Regions from separate parts of the Drosophila melanogaster genome. Here region 1 is linked to region 2. The links are chromatin contacts, called in public Hi-C maps. All regions are on one chromosome and are shown on one strand. Each heading gives the region's core, a stretch centred on a gene start, on an enhancer-like site or on the middle of the called end of the contact. The rest is flanking DNA. Distances are from core to core; before and after follow the strand shown.

Region 1 (4,681 bases), core at 710-3,209, 90 kb before region 2:
GCTGGGGGGTTGGGGGTGGTGAAAGGTGGAGCTTGGCTGGTTAAACGAGGAGGAGGCCAATCAAGCTGCATGAGTGCATCCTACTGGAGCTCAGCTGCATCTTCCTCACACACACATACGCACAGAGCGGCAGGAACACGTGTGTGGCATCATCATTAACGGTACCGAAAGGATAGCTGTTTGAAAGGAGAGAAATGGGGGTCTCAGACTTTCTCCATTCACCTTGCCCCTTTCACCTGCCTGTTGTCTTTGCTGATTGCCTGCTAAAGGCAGATAGCAAGAAAGGAAAGGAGACTTAGTTAAATCCGAATTAAGTCAGATAACCGATCGTCAGAAGATTCCGGAGTATATCTGCTAACTGCCGGCAAAACAGGATGACATCAACGTGGAATGTTAAGTTTCATATATATTTCAGTATTTATTTATAATGCAGTTATTGTTACTAAGAATAGATTGTCTGCATACGTCTATTCTATTCTATTTCAAGCAGTAGGCGTGTATTTATCACGGCAGTTAAAATGGGGAATTCGATTTGAATTTGATTTTGATATCCAAAACGGATTTTCCAGTGCGGTAATTGCATATTTCGTGTTAAATCGGCTTATCCCCTTTTCGAAATGCTAATTTATTTGTCAATGTGCATGCATGTGTGTGTTTGTGTGTTGCCAAACTCCCATTTGTGAGTGTGTTGAGCCGAGCATGAATAATTCAAATCAAAATTAATTCGTTATTAGTTCGCAGCAAACACACACAAGCAACAGGCTTGAAGGGAAAGTGATGCAGGAGCAAAAAGCCTGCGCCACCAATAAGTATGGCCGGGCATAAAGCCACGGGCATAAAGCCAACCTCATTAGCAACTATGCATATATCTATGTTTGTATGTATGTACTTGGGAGTGGGCACAAACCTGGCTTCAATAGCGCCTTGGAAAATTTACATAAAACACTAAAAATATCAACAACAACGTCCGCTGTCAAAGTAAAGAAGCGAAAAAACGCTAAAGAAAAACTAGGAAAAATGAAATTCAAATAAACCTTAAAATTGACTTAGCAACGACGACAGCGGCGGCAGCGACAACAACAAAAACAACATCATTGGTGACAGAAGCAGCGTCAGCAGCAGCAAAAAAACAATACATATACACGTACATATACATATATATCTAGAAAAACCGCTCCATGACATCAACAAACAATCAGCGACTAAGAAAAATGAAAATGAAATGTAATGCATGAAAGCCTGGCTTAAATGAAAAGCGCAGGGTTAGCATTTGTTACTAAAATTAGTAGTTTTTTGGCGCAAAATCAAATGGGTTTAATCGCGGTGGCTCTTAAATCCTCCTTACCTGCTATTTATACTCTTCTGTCGTCTGGGGAGTTTTGGAGCCCACTGCGAATGCAACACATCGAACTCAAACAGGTTGGCAGACCAAAAATCAAAGCGAGGGTGGATTCAGAAGTTCTGTGGCTTTTTTAGCTTGTTTCTTATTGCTAAGTGGACTATAATACAGTATAAATAGTTACTATTTAGGAAGATTTTTCAGTAATTTTAAAATTCTATAATTGTATATATTATTATTCATTAGCTGACATAAAACTGACATATGAGTAGGCATATCAATCTTGTTAGCATTTTTGTGATTTAAGTTCACTAGCAAATGCATAGGCATATTTGCATTTAATGCATTTCGACCACTTTAAATTGTCGTATTAAACGCTAGTTACCTTAAAGTTGGGCCTGATTAAAGGTTCAATTACAACAGTTTTGTAATATCAATTTGTTTCTACTGCAGCTCAGCCCCAACACCCCAATCTTCGTTTTCTTTCGAACATGTTGGAGTTGCCGGCTACCATCGAACGCGTTTGAAGCCGGCTGCCATTGTGGGGCTGCTTCTCTGCCCTCCCTCTGTCGCGACGCTGCTGCCATTGGCGCTCGGCGTCGCTGCTCGGCTACAGTTTTCAGTTTGTTTATAAACTTTGTGCTGTGCGGATGTGTCGTCGCGCGCTTGTCGTCTGGGTAAATCAATCGCTCTGGAGAATCTCGCTACTAGCAACGTACTTTGAAACCACTAGCCAGCCGCTTGGCGGTCCGTTCTATCCCGTCCATCGTCCCGCCGTCGCTGCCGCTCCGACCAACCCAACGCCCACATCTGCGCCCACGCGGTCGAGGAAAAGCTGAGGAAAAGCGCGCGCGCGACAAGTGAAGCTCACAGGTTAGCTGTGCTCGTATGGGTGAAACAGTGAGGAATTGTGTTTACTTGTGTGATTTCTTTTGTTTGCTGGCCAATTGTGGGGCTTAATTGAATGCTTGTCTCATATGGGCCAACAGAACCCACAGGCTGCCAACATCAACAACAACAACAACAACTGCACAAGCCTACTCGAGTGTTTCGCAACGCCATAAAAAACACATATATATTGGAAATATAAAAAGAAGAAGAGGTGAAATACCAAAGCAGTACATATACAGGCACATATCGACGGGACGAGAAGAGAAGCTAAGCCAGAAATACTATATGTACATATAAGCAAATGGCATATAGCATATAGCTATAGCATACGAAAACCAGTTTCGAACCGCCGTAGCAGAATCGAAAGCAGCGCAGTCGCAGCGTTTTGACCGAGGTGAGTTGTTCAGTGGTGTGCGTGTGTATCTGTGTGTGTTTTACCGCCCACATGTCGCGGCTTTCGCTGCCGAAGTCGACGTCAACGCCAGCGGAGTAGCAAACTGGCTTTTGTCGTATGTGAAAAGTAACTTTAATTTGATCGGAGAATCTGTCCCTAAGCATTGCCCCTCTCCCCTCCCCAAAAAAACCCCTCTCTCCACTCTTTGCAAAAAATAAAAAATAAAAAACCACCAACAACTTGTTGAGGCATTCTTTATTTGACCAAGCAGAACCGGAGACAACTCTAATTTGATTCGAGAACCCAGAAAATGTAAATCATTTTGGAGCAACAACAAAACACCAGTAAACTAAACTAATTTGCACAGTTTTGCTTTTGCCAAACTTTGTCTCTCAATTTGGGCAAAAATAGATCAAAATTGCCAACTTTCAGATACACGAACTTTTTACACGCTTGCCGTTTTTACTACACTTTTCAGTCATCATATTCAATCGGTTAATTAATCATATAAAAACTTTAGGTTTGAATATCGTTCAAGTTCGGAAAATATTAAATATGTATAATATTAAAATAAGTATTAAAAATTTGTAATACAAGAATTTCTGGATTTATTTTGAATTAAATCTCGAACTTAATTGAATTAAGATTATATTTGCAAACTCAATAACCATTTTTTGTCAAAAAATGATACTACTGTATGTAAGGGCAATAAAAAAACTAATTTAGACAAGAGAAGGCAACAACAACCTATAGCAAAGGCAAAACAACAACAAAAGAACCTACAACAAAACACGAAAAGCTCCGAAAAGTTTTTAATTGTCAACTTTAAGCCGAAGCCAACTTTTCAGGAATATGGAAGAGTTGTTTTTTCCTTTTTTTTGGGTGAACTTCTTCCTCCTTCGCAGTCTCTTATTTAGCCCTTTTTATGGCGAGGTACTAACTAATTGAAATTTACTTAACTCGTTCTTATCCCCACTGTCTACTTAGTTTTCCCCATCGTGGGGCTAGTATTGGGAGCATGAATTGTTTGCTCTTCAATGTATTGTAGAACAATTTGGCTTTGCTTGCCTGCATTATTTATTGGCCTAATCAATACCTGATTAACGAGGGAAATTCAATGAAGTAATGTTGAATCGAATTAACTGGGCCGAGAGTTCCACTATCTTATATATTTACTACATACGCCTAACCAATATAGCCCCCAGAATAATTACATTGTAATAAATACATTGTACCTTACGGCATTTAATATTGAAGTCAATCACTGTGCACAATTTTTTTAAGGACATCAGATACTTTGACTACCTCCGTTGCGGTCTTCATCTTTTTTGCGCACTCACTTAATTATCTTTCAATCCCTGTATCCCGATCTACCCCAATGTTGCCCCGCTGCTTGCGCCTTTTTAATTTGTTTGGCCTGCTTTTGCCGAGACTTTATGTACTCGTATTTCACAGTTTGCCTCAATTACGGACTCCTGTGCCCCTGTCTTCGTCCTCCTTGTATGGTGTGTCCATGGTGTCCATGGACCTGCATCCATGCGTCTACTTTTTATGGGGAACTTTTGTTTTCGTGCCATTTTTCATATACTTTCGCTAGCTACGCACAAATTAAAAGTTTATGCAGCCAGAATGATGATGGGAGTTGGGTAGGTTAATATGCAGGCTGTTTGGGATGCAGTGCATCTGCCACTGGAGCCGAGGACTAAAACTGCCAACTAGCCCAGCAAGCCAGACTTAATGCGCAACAATATTTTTTCTATCGCACAGCAGCAGGCCAAAACTTTATCCAGCCACCGAATATTTCCCCCCTGAAGCCTTCGTCCTTTAGCACACGCCCTCTCGTCCTTATATCGCCAACACTTTCACCGGGCAAATATTTGGAATACATTTGCTGCAGTTGCCAAGGGACAGACTTTTGGCATAATTTGTATGCAAAAATCTCAAATAATATACATGGTACGACACCCACTCGAACGTGTGTGTGTGTGGATGGGTGTATCTACGCATCCGAGGGATGTCCCTGCTGGTGACAGTTTATAATTTCAATCAGTGTCACA
Region 2 (5,062 bases), core at 2,177-4,676:
AAGACTTTTCGGCTCCTCTACGAAAAATAAGCCAGCAGGCGGATAACAATGCAGCCGTTCAGGGAAATAAAGAAACCATGCTTGAGGAGGATATGCTCAGTGTTTTTGAAACCAGTAGCTTAGTAAGTGCGCTTATTGTATTAGCAAATCAAACTTCGTAATCATTTGGACTTAAAATTTTAGATGGGTTCCACCATTAGTACTCCTACCCGTGGCACTCAACATTCATATTCCTCGTTAAGCTCTACGCCTACTAAGCAAACAAACGAAGATGCAGCTCCGAAAGAAACTGTAGCTTCGCCGGAAAAATCACAAAGAATGACCAGTGTTTACGGAAAGAACTCCGGTTTAGCCATACTAACTTGTGCGGACATCAAAGAGATGACTGGCATTAAGATAACCTCGCGGAGCGAGACTTGGTGGTGCATTCTGGAGTTCTCCTGCCAGGAGGCACCATTGGAAAACCAGGACGATTTGGTTATATTCTTTGCCAGCAGCATGGAAATGCAACGTTTCCTGCGGTTGCTAGAGCAGCTTTGGCAGTCTAAGAATGTATGTTTCTCGTTGACTACTAAACCTTTCCTTAGCAATAACGAAATATTCTAATTTTACAGAACGATCTATTTCCAATAACCATACTAGACGACGGTGACTCTCTGGCCGAGCAATATAATAAACTTTATATGGACACAAATAGGGCCTGGGAGCCTTTGCTATCAGCTGCGCTGGGTTAACGTGGCTCTGGCCATATATACTCCATTTACAAATAGAAAATTATATTTCCATATACATTACTCAAGCGTTAAATATTCTATCCTGAATACTCAAATAGCTAAAGAACAAAAAGTATTGATATTTATATAGTCTGTATGTATTATGTATTATGATTTTGTAATGCGTGCCTCCGCTTGACTCATTCATTCGTTTGCGCTTAGTAACATCTCATTTGAATAATTTTTGTGATATTAAACTTAAAGTCGCTGATCTTTGGTATGCTCTTTTGTAGGATATTTAGTTTCTATTGATTTTCTACATTCGTTATTTCTTACCTTTTATAAATACATTGTGTACAAATATTGCACAGATAATAAGAAACAAAATATTATACATAATCTAACTTATACGAATATTGGACATGTAATCAATCGGTAATGTTATGTTTTGGGGGTGCTCTTTTGGTCCAAGGATCATATCCATATGATATACGACAAACAATATGTGGCTATTTATAAAATAAACAAAACAAACATTTATAAATGTGTATTAGGAAAAGTGTGCATGGTGGACTTAATCTTATTTTGCAATGCTGTGCCTCTCCTTTTCAATTAGCATAGATTAAATTCCCCTCCCAACGCCCGACATTTCGCTGTAAGCCTTTCAGCCCACTAAAAGCTCATGATAATTAATAAAACCAATAAACGCCATTACAAAACGAATTTTTATTTATTCTGAGCTCGCTGATGGTCCTTGACATTTTCAATAATTGCAAGTGGTGAAAGGGTTTACAGAGGAAAGGGTTTTCTGGGCTCTAAGTCGGGTTTATGCTGTGTGGGACCCTATATTCCGAATGAGTGTGGGGGAGATGGAGTGGGGGTCTGGAGAGGATGCTGAATAAGGAAACAAGTTACATACAAATAACCTAACATCAACATACATTGTGTACATGTGCACAACTATGTACATACATATGTATATGTACATCGGTATATCGAAGTATCTGCAGGTACATTCTGTACCCATGAGTGTGAGAGTATCAAAATATTTGATAGTGCCGGTGATCGAGTTTTCTAACTATTATTCGATACTCAGAATATTTGTATCTTCCGTCGATCGGCAGTAATTAATAATTGGAAAATGTGCATATAAACTCTAGATAACACATGTAACAGTTGCAATTGCTCGAAAATCAAGCTAAACAAAGCATTGCATTCAAAGATTCAAGCGCGGCAGAAAGAGAGAAGACGAGAGAACGAGCAAGTGAGTGAGAGACGAAACAAGGAGAATGTGAGAGAACGTAAAAAACTCCAACCCTCTGTATTAAACGAGTAGAAGACAAGACTGCAACAGGAAAAAACAAGAATGAGAAAAGACATACAGACATGCACACACAGGCGCTTATGCAAGTGCACGTGTATATGTGAATTAACACATAAAAATTAAGGTGCAGTCGAATCGACTTGCCGGTCTCCTGCGCATTTATTTTGTTACTTAATAATGTTAATATTATAAATAGAGATTGCTTAAATTTATTAAAAAAAGAAGTCATACGCATATTATTATATCTCTAGGTTATAGAAATATTTCCGTTAATTAAGCTTATGTAAATGGGGGTATATATGTATGTACATATATATGTATGTACATACAAGTATTTATCTGTCATCAAAATTCATAATGAAGAGGGATCACTAATTGAAAATGGGTCGAAACTCCTAGGGGGAGTTATTTTACCGATCTCGAACCCCTAGATGTGGGTTTGGAAAACATGAAAACACTTGCAAGAAGGCAGGAGAACAGAGGCAGAAGCGGAATCAAAAAAAGAACTTGTCTTAGTTCCACGGCCTGCTTTCTTTCGCCGCTGGACTCACTTTCATTAATACAACATACAGCAGAGGCAGAATTGAATGCAACGAGAGCAATGCGCTCGAGAACGCTCTGCTCTCTCGGCCTCTCCTTTCCCTTCGTCTACACATGTCCGTGGGCAAACAGATCCAGATACATGCACACAAGCATATAGCCAAACATAGATACTTGAAAACACATCGTACATACGCCGCTACAAACTGACATATTCACATGTAAACGTATAAGTGCACAGCCATACCACACAACCCCAAAAAGTTGGAAAACCAAATAAAAATACAAGGCGCATTGTATGTGCGTTTTTCTTGTGGACACTCTACGTCGATCTATGAGTACCCTTTTTGCAAGTTAATAAGAAATTTCATTATGATTGTTTCGAGTCCTAAAGGCTATATTCAAACCCAGATATAATGTAATATTTTTAAAAAATGTTCTTCAACAAGGTAGCCATTATCAGGAAATATATTAAAAGCAGGTTATCCTTTTACCCTCCAAAGAACTACAATAGTAGTTTTAGTAGTTTAGGGCATCCAAAGTGATCAAGATCCAGAATTTTGTTATGCAAATAAATTTATTCCCTACCATTAAAATACATAAATGCAATCTTAATGGCCCTTTCTGCTGTGCCTAAACCAAATCCAGATATTCAAAAAGTCATCCTGGTCGACGTTGTCAATACATTTGTTGTTGCCTCGACGGCGGTCACAAAAAGTAGCTCATCTCTCGCTGGAAACCAGTTTTTATGCTTCGCTCCCAACCGGTTTTCATCCTGATAACTTACAGCGAATTTCGTGGCTCGTCTCACTGCGTGTCTGGCTATGAGGTTCGGATCAGCTCGGTATCGGCTTCAGTCCCAGCATAAATTGCACTTCGCCTGCACGGATCGCGCATGAATATTCTGCCCAGCAATCTGGCCAAGTGACCAAGCCAATTTCGGGAGCAGGGGCCTGGGACCAGTGTCATATGCCCGACACTCGGTGCAGCGAAATGTAAGGAACGTTCAAATAAACGCGCATTTTCCAGAGAAGTAGAAAAACTTCCACCCTCAAAGCGGCACACAGCGCACAAACATACAGACAGTCGTACAAACACACAGCGAACTAATACAGACATGTAAGAATGCTGCAGTCGTGCAATTGGTTGGTAGACGAATAGTTGCTACCCAGTAAATGCGGGGGGTCATTGCCAATGCTTAACATGATCTTGGGAATAATTAAAAAAAATATATTTAACAAGAGGAGCGCTAAAAGGGGTGTAAAATTATCATTAGCAATCGGTTGATTTAAAAACATTCTATTTATTATATGTATTAAATAATTTGAAAAACTAATTAAACGATCAACTTATAGGTAAAATACCCATCTAAACTACCGATAAAGGTAACCATGAGAGATTGGATGAAAACGAGTGCCATTAGCCCTCTAACGAAATATAAAAACTAAAAACCATCTAAACCATAAGCGAGGAAAAGGGGTGCGAATACCTCCCAACCGATATACCCAGCGTGCCTCTGGGCACTGTCACTGTCATTTGCGTCGCAGCGCTGCCGCCGTCCGCGTCCGCGTCGCTTTGCCTGGCCCAGTGTTTCCGCTTTCTTTCGCCTCGTTGTAATGTTACTTTTAGTTTGATGTCGGAGCCTCGACGAGCCGGTCGTAAGCGAAATCGTAAGCGAGACTTTAGTGCGATTCCGCTCCGTTCCGCCGGTTGTGTGTGCGTGCTTAGTTCGAGCTGAGGCGAAGCAGAAGCAGAATCGGAATCAGAATCCAGCGGAATCGAGAATCAAAATCGAAACCGAAAGTGGTTCTCCGCGTGTGCGAGCTAGTGTGTGTGTGTGTGTACGTGTTGTGTTTGGGCCCGCTTTTCTGCTTTTCTACCCCCGAAAAAGCAAAGCACAGCATAAAACTGTGCGCTCGTAAGCGCGTACGTGTGTCTATGTGCCTCTGTGTGAGTGCTAGTGTATGAGTGCGACCAGGGGAAAGGAGGCAAAGAAAAGAAAACCAACCCCCACCAGCGACGGCGGAGAACAGGAAAACAACAACAGAAGGCACACAACCAGCGCACCACCACCATCATTACCATTACCGCCACCACCCACTACAACACTTCGTCATCGTTTCGCGTTGTGCAGAAAATAATTACAAAAAAGAAAAGAAATAGAATTGCAAGTAATATTAGCGACCGATCGAGTTTTAGTGCTAAAGCGATTCGAAAGATTGTCTTGCTTAAACCAAAAGGGCCCCTCGAGGCCCTAGAACTACTATCCATTACCCCGCCGATCATCCCGATCCTGACATGATGAACTTCTCCGCGTTCGGCGGCCCCTTCTCCGGCATCCACCAATTTGCCGCTAAATTCGACGCCCAGACGCCGGGCGCCTTCGGCACGCCCCCCGCGGCTGCCGCGAATGCAGCAGCCGCAGCGGCAGCGGCCGGCACCGATAACCATGTGCAGCGATATCAGACCAATGGCAATCACTTTA

What was found. Hi-C and Micro-C count contacts between places; a contact is called where the count stands out from the background.
Region 1: a Hi-C map of the Kc167 cell line shows a contact between it and region 2, with 1.8 times the contacts expected there. The contact joins the promoter of CG6959 here to the promoter of l(3)neo38 in region 2. A contact is called at or near these places in 15 of 107 Hi-C or Micro-C datasets (the Kc167 cell line, the ML-DmBG3-c2 cell line, the S2 cell line and 5 more) and 1 of 6 datasets of contacts at active chromatin or transcription factors (the Kc167 cell line).

Annotation. Positions count from the first base shown.
Region 1 is chr3R:11,866,738-11,871,418 of dm6, reverse strand. It overlaps CG6959, which reads left to right and starts at 1,959. Exons shown (of 3, transcript NM_141865.4): 1 at 1,959-2,624.
Region 2 is chr3R:11,777,492-11,782,553 of dm6, reverse strand. It overlaps l(3)neo38 (lethal (3) neo38), which reads left to right and starts at 3,426. Exons shown (of 6, transcript NM_001043243.3): 1 at 3,426-3,572; 2 at 3,933-5,062. The coding sequence starts at 4,876. It overlaps prd1 (pruning defect 1), which reads left to right. Exons shown (of 10, transcript NM_141858.2): 8 at 1-122; 9 at 184-552; 10 at 615-1,423. The coding sequence ends at 734. It overlaps lncRNA:CR45595 (long non-coding RNA:CR45595), which reads right to left and starts at 1,913. Exons shown (of 1, transcript NR_125145.1): 1 at 1,446-1,913.